Regions from separate parts of the Sus scrofa genome. Here region 2 is linked to region 1. A link is a contact called in public promoter capture Hi-C data. All regions are on one chromosome and are shown on one strand. The core of a region is the stretch at or near the end of the contact, and the rest is flanking DNA. Distances in the headings are between cores, read along the strand shown.

Region 1 (6,142 bases), core at 2,698-5,197:
AAATACCAGATCCTAGCTGCATCTGTGACCTACACTGTAACTTGTGGCAATGCTGGATCCTTAGCCCACTGAGCAAGGCCAGGGATCAAACCTGCATCCTCACAGAGACAATGTCAGGTCCTTAACCCACTGAGCCACAATGGGAACTCTGGAAAACATAGATTTCTTAGGAAGTGTAGCTCTTTAAAAAACCCAGAGGAGTTCCCTGGTGGCTCAGTGGGTTAAGCACCCAGTGTTGTCACTGCTGTGGCACGGATTCAGTCATCGGCGCAGGAACTCCCACATGCCAGAGTATGGCAAAAAAAAAAAACTAGAATTTTTCCGTTTCCATTTTTTTCCCAGAGCCAGTAGGAAAATGCTGTGAGTGATACCTACAAAGGAACAAACAGCCCTTAAGGTATTCAGGGGACACTTGGATATGCATTGGATATTCACGGGTTTACAAGCCAGGCTCAATGGCAGGCAAAGAAGTATCTCTAAAAGGTCTAATCAAGGTATCACAAATTTCCAACTGAAATTTGGCATTGCTATGAACTGAGAGTTTATGAAACAAACCACAGTGGTATCAGAAGCACCTGTGACTTCATCGCACATGTCTGTAGAACCCACTGCAGTTGGTGCAGAGATTGGGAAATAGCATCTGCACTCCCCATTACTTTGAATCACAGTTGTTACCAGACCCGCCACGAGATCTTGCTGGAAAATGTGTTAAATACATTTTAAAAGAAGCACATCTTACTATAACACAGCTTTTTATTAATTTATATCAATATAATCGGTTTCCTTTATAATCTTATTTTCTCTATTTAAAAACATTACTCTGAGAATGGATCAGTAAATCCCATCAGACCTCCAAAGTGGTTCACGGACAAGAGCTAAAACTCTGCTGCATGTCTGGGTCTGTCTGCAGTCCCAGTAGATGGCCGCTTAGACGGCACTGCCATAGCTACATGCAGCCCTTCTAGGCTACGTCTCGCTTCCCACCCACCTCCAAGGCAATTACCTCCATTTGACAGACAGAGACTCTTGATGGTAAGCCGACCAGATCGATTCTGCTTGAACCTGGAGAAGGGGGAGGAGACACAGCGAACTGAGTGGACTCACACCAATGCAGCAGCTGCAGATAAAAGCCCAAGAGGGAAAAAGGCCAGAAAGAACCCAGAACGATGCACTTCTCCCTTCTTAAATGAGTGACGCCTGTGAGCTGCACAGAACTCATGGCTTCACTGACCTATAGAGCAGCTCCTGAGCAACGATATCGCCGTAGTCGTGAGACAACAGGTTGATCCTGCGGTTCTGGAGCCCCAGATGCCGAAGAAGCGCCTCCACGATGCTGGCCTGCTCGAATATGGAATAGTGATGCGGCCTCTAGGGAAGGAGAGCCCAGATACACAGGATGAAGTCACGGGGGCCGGTCGGCTGCCAACCTGAGCCCCCCTCCAACACTTTCCCATTTCCACACCGCTTACCGGTTTGTCACTGAAGCCGAAGCCTAGGAAATCGAGGGCAATCACTCGATGAAACCTAAGGGTCAGACCTTCCCAGATCTACAAGAAAGAAAGGGATGGTTTGGTCTTTCTAATCCTGCTCCTCGTCTTCTCCAATCTACAGCAGCTTAACCTATCTCAGTTTAACAAACAGATTTTGATAAAGGAAAAAAATCTCATGAAACCACCACAAGCCCACAGATGATCCTCTTGGAAAGTGCTTTATTCCTAATAATTAATCTCCATTGAAGGAGGAACTCCAGCATTTTTTAACTTGGCAATGATCCCTCTCAGATTGCCAAAGATTTTTTTTACTCCCTTACGGTAAATGAGAAACAGTTCTACATTTAATCCAATTTTATTAAGCAATTCAAATATGCAAGAGCTTTCCAGTGCTGACAACAAAATCCTTGATTCTGGATTTTTAAAGGTATAGTAGGACCTAGAAGTCTGATTTCATTACCTTGTACCAATCATAGCTGGACGTTGGAAAGCCGTGTAAAAGCACGACTATCTCCGGACTTCCCACCACACCCACAGAGTCTGGGAAGAAGGAACAGATCAGTTAGGCCAAGTCTCTATGAAAATAACCTTAGGATATGAAAGTCTAAGTAATCTGATATAAAGGACAATAAACCCTCACCAAATTAAGGAAATTAATACATTTCTTTTTCAAATGCAATCTTATTGTTTTAGGTAAGAACAGGCACTTGATGCTTTATTTTCTTTTATTCTACATATTTAAACATTATAAATATAGCTGATATTTTATAATAACTTTAGATGGAGTATAATCTATAAAAATATCGACTAATGTTCTACACCTGAAACTAAAATAATGTAAATAAACTGTACTTCAGTTTTTTTAAATTTAAATAGCACACCTTATACGAAAATACTTGAAGGCAGACTGCTTACTTTAACCCAGATTTCTAACTATTTTCCCACTTCTCCCCTTATTCTGTACCATTAATATGCAAATTGTTTTTCCACAATGAAGTTTGACAGTTTCAAGTATACTGTCGAAACTTAGATACTACAGATTCTTTGTACCTTATTTTTAATATCATCACAAAAATTCTCTAAAATATAGTTACTCTTCCTCAGCCCGGTGTGCACCTCAGTTTATGCCATTTGTCCCACAGAGGAGACTCAAATCAAATATTAAAAGCATAATGTTCAACTATGACAAAAGTCTAACAGTTATAAAAAGGGTTAATCAACATAAACATGAATATTTTGCATGTGTAAACATCTTTTAAATTAGTCAAACATTTAAACAGTAAATAGCCTTGCTAATAGTATTAAATTAAAACTGATAGATTCGTACACTGCCAGTGGCATAAGAAAGGCTTAGAAAAATAATTTTGTTAGAAGCAATGTAAAAATTTATATACTTTAGCCTAGGAGTCTTAGTCTCAAGAATCCATGCAAATAAATCATTTCATTTACAATTAGTACAGTTTGAAAAAAATGAGGGAAAAAACCAACACATATTGAAGATTTCCTATAAACACTATTTAAAACATTAAAAAAAAAACTGGAAACAACCTAAGTAACCAACATGAAAGAAAATTGTATACTTACTTTTAATTGAATACAGCAAATGAGAGGAGGTCAGGAGCAATAATGAAAAACGGTTTATGACAAACATTTTTCGTTATTGCTCTTGACCCCCGCCCAAAAGAAATCTTTTCCAAGCTCGTTTCTCAGTTTCTTTACCTATAAAATGAGGTGAATAGCACCTACCTCCAAAAACTGTTGTAAAGATTAAATGAAATAATGAAGATTGAAAATATAATTCAATGCCAAGCATAAGGTAATAGATAAGTAGCAGTCATAACAGTAATTATTAGCAAATTAATTATACAAAGGTCTAAGACTTCAAATCATATTTAGCTATCCATATATCAAATAAGTTATAAAGAAAATAAAATGCAGTCAGGGATGGGGGGGCGGGGGCGGTGGTGGACAGAAGCAATGGTTTATATTACCCAACACTAGGGGCGCTCAAAAAAAGAAAGCCAGCACTAGCTATCAATTCAAGACCGGCTACAAAGAAAAATTATACTAACAAGCCAGTATATGGAGACTGGAATCTCAATTCCACCACCCTCACCCTGCCAGCATTTTCTTGGAGTTTCTTTGCCATCAAGCCAAAGAGGGGGATTAGTCCATTCCTTCAAATGGATGCTGCACAGAAAAAGGGGGTTTTCCCTCCATCCCTGAGGGGCAACAGAGACCAATGGACGCAAAATAAGTAGCTCAGTGGGACCCGGGGCCCTTTACGCACAGAGTGTTCTTACCTTGATAGAAGATGCGCAGTCCCTTGTAAGTAAAAAATTTGCCTGATGATTTCCATGAGTGAAGAGCGGGGGAAAGCTGGGGGGGCGGGATGTGCAGATAGGCTGCCAGCAGGGGCACAGCCAGGAGCCCCACCTGGACCCACCACTCCCTCATCCTGCAGGAAAATCAGAGACCCCTGAGGTAAGCAGTCGGGTGACAGTGTACATGCGTCTACAAGCCCCAAACTGGTAAAATTCTGTACTGCGTGGTGACTACCTTGTCTTCCATGTCAACCAGGGCAGGAAATTTACCAAGAAGAATGTAAGTACGCCCTGCCTGACAGGGCGATCGCCTTATTCACTCACCATTCTAAGGAAAAAGTATTCTTTTCATATGTAATCTTCTCCCCACTTTAATCCCGCAGCCCCTCCCCGTGTACTCTTTGCAAGACCTTCTATAGAGGTTTTATATAAAATAAAAGGAAGATAAGTTGCTTAAGGAACTGCATTGGCTTTTATCAAGGTTCTCTATGAGGATGGGGGTCCCCTCATACTTACTCTAAAAGCTCTACCACCTACCCACTGCCCCCCCCAGTCAAATGTTTTACATAGATACACTTTTTTTAAAAAAAACTCGTTTTTTAAAAAACATACTTAGTAACAACACATGTCTGAAGCAGAGAGCTGCTCTTGATTTTATATTTATCAACTCTGACCCCAGTGAAGCCCAGTTTCGTTCTACTCTGGATTCGTGCTGAGACGCTGCTTGGGGTGGAGAGTCTGTGAACGTAGGAAGGTGCGCTGTATATTCCCACATAAGCAGCTTTGTCATGACCCTGAATATCTAATCTCTTGAGAGGTCAGGGCAGCAGATTATATTCCTGTTTTTCTTAGCAGACTCTCGAGGAAGCACACATTTATTTAAGTCTTCGGAGGCCCGCTCCTCTCCACCTTGCAGCGCATTTGGAAACTGATTTTGTCAGGGGGAAGAGAGTACCAATTGGCACACACAACCTTCCCACGCCCAGGACTTCGAAGGTCCAGATCAATTCATCCACAATGACAACAAGTGCTAAACAGGAATAGAAACAGTTCTCTCTGTCTCTAGCTTATGAGTCCTGATGGTTACCAGGGAAAGAATTATCAATAGGATGGAAGTTCTCTCAAAAAAAGCCAAAATGGAAATACCTTTAGAACTCAAATAACAGTTACCAAGAACACAGAACTATAAATACAGGGAATTAATTGTCAAAGCTCTGGTGGAAATGGCTTTGTATCTGTACACACACCCTTCTACCAAATTACCTGCAATCTGGCCACAATCCCTAACTAAATCCAACTCAAAATATTTTAAGCGTTAAAAAATAAAAAGTAAGCCTGTTTCACATCCCTTCGAGAATCTCAGCTCCTCTGCCTATTTTTAAGGCGTCACCAGGGCAGTCTTTTTTTTTTTTTCCCCTCCTAAGTACATCTCCATAAAACCCACCCAGTGATTTGATTCTGTCTTTCAAGGTAGAAAGACTAAAGATTAAGAAATGATTAGAAAACGTGCCCGAACACGATCATTATATCACAATGTTCACCGCACAAGAGTAGCAGGCAGCATCCGCATTATCTCCACGAAAGGTGAGGTGACAAAAAAGCATGAAGTTTAGATGACCACTCTCAGCACTATCTATCCTGGATTTCAGCTCATACATTTTCACCTGGCGTTTCATCACTCCTGTCCCCATTCTTCTCATCTCATTCATTCACAGGTTACTGAAGCTGAATACCGGGCAATGACTCAGCAGAGCCAGGGAGGGGATGCAAGCGGCGCGAGCAGAAGCGGCTCCCCCAGCTCGGGGGGCGGGGGGGGGGGGGGACGACGACAGACACACTCAGCTTCTGGACACCCCCACCCTCCACACCTTCCTTCTCTTCTGCTCTAAGAACGCAAAGAGGCAACCCCTCAGGAAGCCGTTTTCTGTCTTAATTACTTCAGGAAAAATGCCCCTAACAAACATTTTAGAATTTTTAGTAGGGAAGCAATCAGGCAGTCGGTAGGCAAAATGTCTTAAACATTTTTTTGACCAAAATCTCAATTATTTGATGAGCCACGAGTCAAGAGTATAAACTCAGCAAACCTCAGGAGCAAATCTTCCGAAAATTAATAAACCTTTCCGAGCCTTTATTTCGTCATCTTGTAAACAGGGAAAGAAACTACACATTTAATACCACCAAATCTGCCCGCTTTACAGCATCGTGGTGAGACTATGAACCACTTTGTAAACCAATGCAAAAAATTCATGAGTAATTTTATGACTTTGGTCACATCATTCTCACTTGGCTTCCTGTTACGGATATCTCAAAAATACTTACGCCTCCGTG
Region 2 (6,142 bases), core at 2,329-4,828, 270 kb after region 1:
TAAATACAAAATTCAAAAGCAGACAATAGTCAAATAAATAATGGTACAAACACAAAATATATGTTGTAAAAATTATTATAAAGTATGTCACAAGATGAGGAAAATAAATGCTATAATATTAACAGTCAAGATGGAAATTTGTATATGCAATATGATCAAAGTTAGCTAAAAATATGAAAAGAAAAAAAGACTAAGGAATGTACACAGTGTCAGCAATAGTTGGCTTTGAGTGATGAAACTGATTTTTTTTCCCTTCTAATTCTTCAAATTATCAAATGAATTTATGTAGAAAGTCTAACTGCCTTTGGGTTGAAAAGTACCATACATGGGTATTCATAACTGCAATCTAAGATCTCTGGCCCACTCCTTTCTTAATAACTGATCTCCACACTGATAGGCAAGTTTCTTTAACTCTGGATTTCTTTGCTTTTTAGGTTCCTGAAATCGTTCTCTGAAAACTTTAAGAGTGGGATCCTCTTCCAAGATAACTTTTTTAAACTGTCTTTTGGGGCACCTTATTTTAAATTTAATATGTATAGCAATGATTTTTAAAAGATTAGAAGTTTATAAACCTAAAAAGTGAATAGTAGGTTTTTTTCCTACATAATTTGGAGTGGTTTTTATTTTATTTTTTCTGCTTTCCTATAATGTCCACATTTTCTATAAGGGGTACTTTTGTAATTGAGGGGGAGAAGTATCTTAAAACACTTATTAGGTTTATTTATTTTTCATAGAAAGCTTCCATATTTGACTTGATGTCAAATCAAAATATAATCACAAATCAAAAGAAAGATTTTACATCAAGTTAAGTGGAATCATATGAACTGTGGTTCCCAAAAGCATTTTATTAACTGTCTTTGTGTGTGACTCAGTTGAATGAAAACAGCAGTACTGCCTGCTCTGAAGGGCAGGGTAGGAGAGATCTTGGCTATGGCTCTGCCTTTCTGCCACTAAGCAACTTCGTGATTTTACCAAGCCACTTAACACCTCCTAAACTCAGTTTCCATATATGAAAAAATGGAGCTTGGACTGGTATTGTTTGAAAAAATTCCAGCCCTTGCAGTCTGAATAAATACTAAGCAAACACATAAACTAAATATAGCAAATATATTTTTCTCTGAAAGCAAAAGGGCAAAGGCATCTTAAAAAGTGGCAAATCCAGAGATCAGTGTGCTTCATGTTTGAGGATAATTACCACCACATTTCCATCACACTTTCACCATTACTTCAAGGTTTGTAAATAGAAGCTCATAGTTTAGCAGAGAAAATGAAGTTCAAAGTAAAGGAAAAATTCCATTCTTTTTGACTAGCTCTCATGTGGTTCTCAGATTTCAAATCTGGGACCTTTCAGAAGAAGCAGTTGAGTAGATTATAGCTGCCATAAGGGTACAAAGTGAAAGGCGAAACCTCTAAGATAATTAAGGTTTTAATCAGCACTGAATAGATATAATTCAACATTTCAACTACACTGTGAAGCAAACAATTGATTGTGTCAGGAAACCTGGATCTATTCTCTCTGTCATAACCATTCACGTGATATTGGACAAGTCACTTAATTTCTTTGGGCTTTATCAGCAAAAAAACGGGGGGATGGAGAGGGGGAATACTGCTATCTTACTCGCCTACAGATAGGCCAGTCCATATGCTCTTTAAGGTCCTTGAAGCTCAAGGTTCTATGACTCTGAAGAGCTGATGCAAGCAAGGGAGCAGAGAAATAGCTTAGACTTTTTAGTGGTCTTCATGATGAAATTGCCAAGAATCAATTTCAATTTTTTTGTTAATTTTCTAAAGTAGATTTTCTTGCCAGGCTAGACAAATTCAATGTACTTAGCTAGGGAGTCTAAGACGGGTATACTATCACTATTCTAAATAGCCTTTTGGCAATACATCTACCTTAAATATTTAGACTTTAGATGAAACTTCTTAGGGGGAGGAGGTGATGAGGGGAAGAGTCTTGATTATTATAATGGAATCCAGCTGGCAAAGACATAACACACCTCCTTCTCTCCATCCAGAGCTGATACAGCACTCAGCCTAGCTGACCGTTGCCAGCCCAGTGCTCTGGATGTAATGCTAAGTGGCAGTGGTTTTATTAATCATCAGCCTGGTATTAATAGCCAGCAAGGATTCCATGTCAGCAGTTTATAAGATCTTGGTTACTTGTAATATGTTGGAGCATCACAGCCCTCATTAAGTGGGCTATCTCATTCCTTTGAGGATAGCATTTTCTTCTGCCAGTAGGTGGTCTAGAGTGGTAACTTTAGCTCTGTTTAGTTCTGTTTCTTATTCTACGCAGAGAATGTATCGCCTCATTCTAAAAACCCCAAATCCTACAACTTGTATCCTTATAAATACAACAATTCTGTATCTTGATTAGAATTTGATGGCTACAAAAGGAATTTGGAGGTCATTAACCAGTAGGAAGTTTACCCCACCATTACACAGCATATGGGCAAACTGCAAACAACCTAAAAGGTTTCCAAATTGCAGATTTGTTATGTTGCAACCGCAAGACAAAACTATACCATCATTAAGAGTGCTGTTGTGTGAATATAATTTGAAGAAATATTACAATATAATATTAAGCTTAAAAAAGCGAGACATTAAAATATGTACAATATTTGCTGTAAATCTTAAGTGAATACTGTAAATCAACTACACCCCAATATTTTTTTAAAAAAAGAGGAACCAAAAAAAAATAATAACCATCCAAAAATATATATATACAATATAATGCCAATCACCTAAGATCAAAGATAGAGACATCTCTAGAGAGATAGACTGTAATACAGAAAAAGAAAAAAAAAAAACAGAAGAACATATTCCAAATGTTAACAGCATTTATCTCTAGGAAATAGAATTACAGTAGTCTAAATTTTCTTCTTCATCCTTTTCTGCATTCTTGGATTCCTTAGACTGTAACTGCATTATTTTTAAAACTAGGAAACAAACTTTTCAAAAGTAGTTTCTTCCAAGTAAAGTGAATTTATTTCATGGAATATCCCTTAGTATAAACACATTATTTACTTCTTGAGAGAGTGTGTGTGTGTGTGTGTGTGTCTTTTTGCCATTTCTTGGGCCACTCCCACAGCATATGGAGGTTCCCAGGCTAGGGGTCTAATCGGAGCTGTAGCTGCCAGCCTATGCCAGAGCCACAGCAACGTGGGATCCGAGCCGCGTCTGCGACCTACACCACAGTTCACGGCAACGCCGGATCCTTAACCCACTGAGCAAGACCAAGGATCAAACCTGCAACCTCATGGTTCCTAGTCAGATTCGTTAACCACTGAGCCACGACGGAAACTCCTAAACATATTATTTAAATGAAAAAGGATATCCTACCCAGAGAGAAGCCCGAGAGAAGAACATCAGGACCAATATAATGACAAAATACCAAAGCAGGAAGTTCCCTATTGCCCCACAAGAGTCATCCTTCCGGCATTCATAATCCTGATTTGGAATAGTAAAACTTATAGGTATGGGGGGAGGGTCCACCTCCCAAAATAAAGAAAAAAGATCTCCCATGATGTCTTGTTGCTTTGAAAATAAAACATGCTCAAAGGGATGAAGATGACTGAGAAGTACTTCACTCCATGTGTATGACAACTTCCTTGGCAACCTATTATGACATACACTTCAGTAACTGAGACGGGAGCTGACAAACATTTCTTAGATTTCTATGTTTTGGGAAGATTTATCTAAATTACTTCTATGAATGTTTAAGGTACCTTCCTCATACCTCAATATGGCACATTCTGACTTAGTCTTTTTTTTGTCCTTTTATATACTGTATTTTCTTTAAATACAGTATTTCAATGTCTATAAAATCTAAGTCTCTGAGATATCCATTCATTTATTCTTTGATATAATCAGTGTAAATTAACACAGACAGTTCCAAAGTGTTATAGACCAAATTGTGTTCCACAAAATGTATATATTGAAGCACAAAGACCCATTTGACAATAGCTGGAGATGGGGCCTTAAAGAGGTAATGAAGGTTAAATGAACTGATAAGGATGGGGCCCTAATCCAATAGGACTAGTGTCCTTATGAGAAGAGAAAGAGACATCAGGGAGGTGCCATGTGAGGACACAGAATGAAGGAGGTCATTTGCAAGCCAAAGAGACAAGGCTCAGGAGAAACCAATCCTGCTGGCACCTTGATCTTAGACTTCCAAACTTCACAACTGTGAAAAAATTAATTTCTGTTGTTTAAGGCATCCAGTCTGTGGTATTTTGCTATGGCAACCCTAGTAAACTAATACAGAATGTCAACAATATATCTAATTTAGGCAGTGTTCCTTTTTAAGCCTTGAATAAATGCATAGAACAGAGATGTGTCTGTTGCGAATTACATCAAATACATACAATTTCTTCTTAGGGAAGAGCCAACATGGGTTGGGGAGGAACCTGGTATTCTAATTTTCACGGTACTGTAACAATTTTCAAGTTAGCTCATCTTTACAACTAGAGCAAAACATCATTGTTGCTAAGATACTCTAAAAATTATTTTTAGAAATCCACTTAAAAATCGGTTTTAAGATCTTTAAGAGCATAGCATACCTGCAGATTTTCGTTAATATGCTGTACCAGGAGGAAACTTCTTTTTCTTTTATTGGAGCTTACTTAGGAGCATTTCAGGAAAAATTTTGGCAGTTGGGACCTATATGATGCAACAATCTACTAGCTTATTATGACAGAGAGTGATGTTTTTATTAGAAGCATACTTCTCTGCATCGCCAAGAGTAAGTTCCCGGACGTTGCCCGTCTGCTTTAGGCCCGCTTTGTCTCCTTCAGGAAGTTCTCTTGGATTCAGGGCTGGGCCCCTCACGTCTCCTTGGGGTTCACCGCGCCCCACCTCACCTGCCTTTCTTAGTGCACATGTCCTCCCCGCCAGGCTGAGCTTCTTCAGTGAGTAACCACCGAAGCTTTTACTTTTACATTCCCGCGTGTGGTTCAGCGGCACACAGTAGGCGTTTGTATTTCTTCAATAAAACCAAACTGAACTCCCTGATGAAACTTTTCCTCAGAATTAGTTCTTCTAAATAATATGCAAGAAAAGTAAAAGTTTGGGGGTTTAAAAAAAAAACCTCAAAACCACCAACTTTTAACAAAAACACATTTTGGCTTTTCTTGTTGCACCCTCATTACAAGGATATTTAAGAATTTACATCGGATCAGAACACTTAATTTTTTTTTTTTTTTTTTTTTTTTTTTTTTTAGCATAGAGGTGTGAGAAATGCTTTGTCATTGCTGGTGGTGTATGGACACATTATCCAATACTCTGCATCCTACAATTAGCCACCCAGCTTAATCAAATCTGCTTTAAAATGTGAGTCCACAAATGCTGTAAGGAAGCTAAAACTATATTAATCTATAGAAATTCCGCTTGTTATAGTTACTACTTTTTACTGCGGGTTTAGAACCTGGTCTGAGTTTTTGCTGCTCAGTTTTCTCCCGGCACCTGAGTGGGAGCCACAAATCCGGGAGCTGTTTCCCTGGTAACGCTGTTAGCCCCGTCCCTCCTCCCCCCCAAACTCTTCTCTTCTCGCGAGAAGAAACAGTTCCGTTCTTCCGGTATCTGCAGTTCCACAAGCTGGTAGCCTTCACCTTAGCACTGGCTTCGCGCATGTGCAGTAGGGAGTGGCGCGAGTCCACTGCTTCCGGCCGGAGAACACGGTGCGTTTTCAGGGTCATCTTTGTGCTTCCTGGATTTAGAGTCCACGCGGGTCGTGGGAGTTCCGCGCCTGCGGACCTGGCGAGGGTTGAACCAAAAGGGACTGTGGCCGGATCTCCCACTACCTGTAGTGGAAAGAAGCTGTAGGGGGTGCGAAAGTTCCTACTGTGAGAGCCAGGGAGGGTAGCTCCCCACACTGGGGCGTTTTGACTCTGGGACAGGGAGGAGGGGAGGGTGCTGCTCCATGTAGCGGGAACTAGTGTTACACTTGTCTGCAGGAGATGAAGCCTAGCAAAGTGAAGGAAATGTAAATCCCAGTGTGGACCAAAACTGTACACTCTCCCCCACCACCCTTACCCCCTTAACATCTTGGGTACTCGCCCTTCCAAAACTTAAATCCTGATAGTTTATCAGCAACACAAAAACGGAGATCTCTGGCGTGTGCAGAGTTTTGTTTTTTTTTTTT

What was found. Promoter capture Hi-C pulls out the DNA fragments that hold promoters and counts their contacts.
Region 2: a contact with region 1 is called in a promoter capture Hi-C map of fetal skeletal muscle, with 7 times the contacts expected there. The contact joins the promoter of SSMEM1 here to the promoter of MEST in region 1. A contact is called at or near these places in 2 of 5 promoter capture datasets (fetal liver and fetal skeletal muscle), 3 of 47 Hi-C or Micro-C datasets (embryonic fibroblasts, epiblast stem cells and heart right ventricle) and 1 of 2 datasets of contacts at active chromatin or transcription factors (skeletal muscle).

The regions. Positions count from the first base shown.
Region 1 is chr18:18,338,486-18,344,627 of Sscrofa11.1, forward strand. It overlaps MEST (mesoderm specific transcript), which reads right to left and starts at 3,948. Exons shown (of 11, transcript NM_001128471.1): 1 at 3,794-3,948; 2 at 1,951-2,030; 3 at 1,470-1,547; 4 at 1,232-1,368; 5 at 1,004-1,062. The coding sequence starts at 3,947. It overlaps MIR335 (microRNA 335), which reads right to left and starts at 3,174; the gene lies at 3,095-3,174.
Region 2 is chr18:18,609,707-18,615,848 of Sscrofa11.1, forward strand. SSMEM1 (serine-rich single-pass membrane protein 1) reads right to left here and starts at 3,579. Exons shown (of 3, transcript XM_003484018.4): 1 at 3,343-3,579. The coding sequence starts at 3,525. TMEM209 (transmembrane protein 209) reads left to right here and starts at 5,552. Exons shown (of 15, transcript XM_003134688.6): 1 at 5,552-5,678.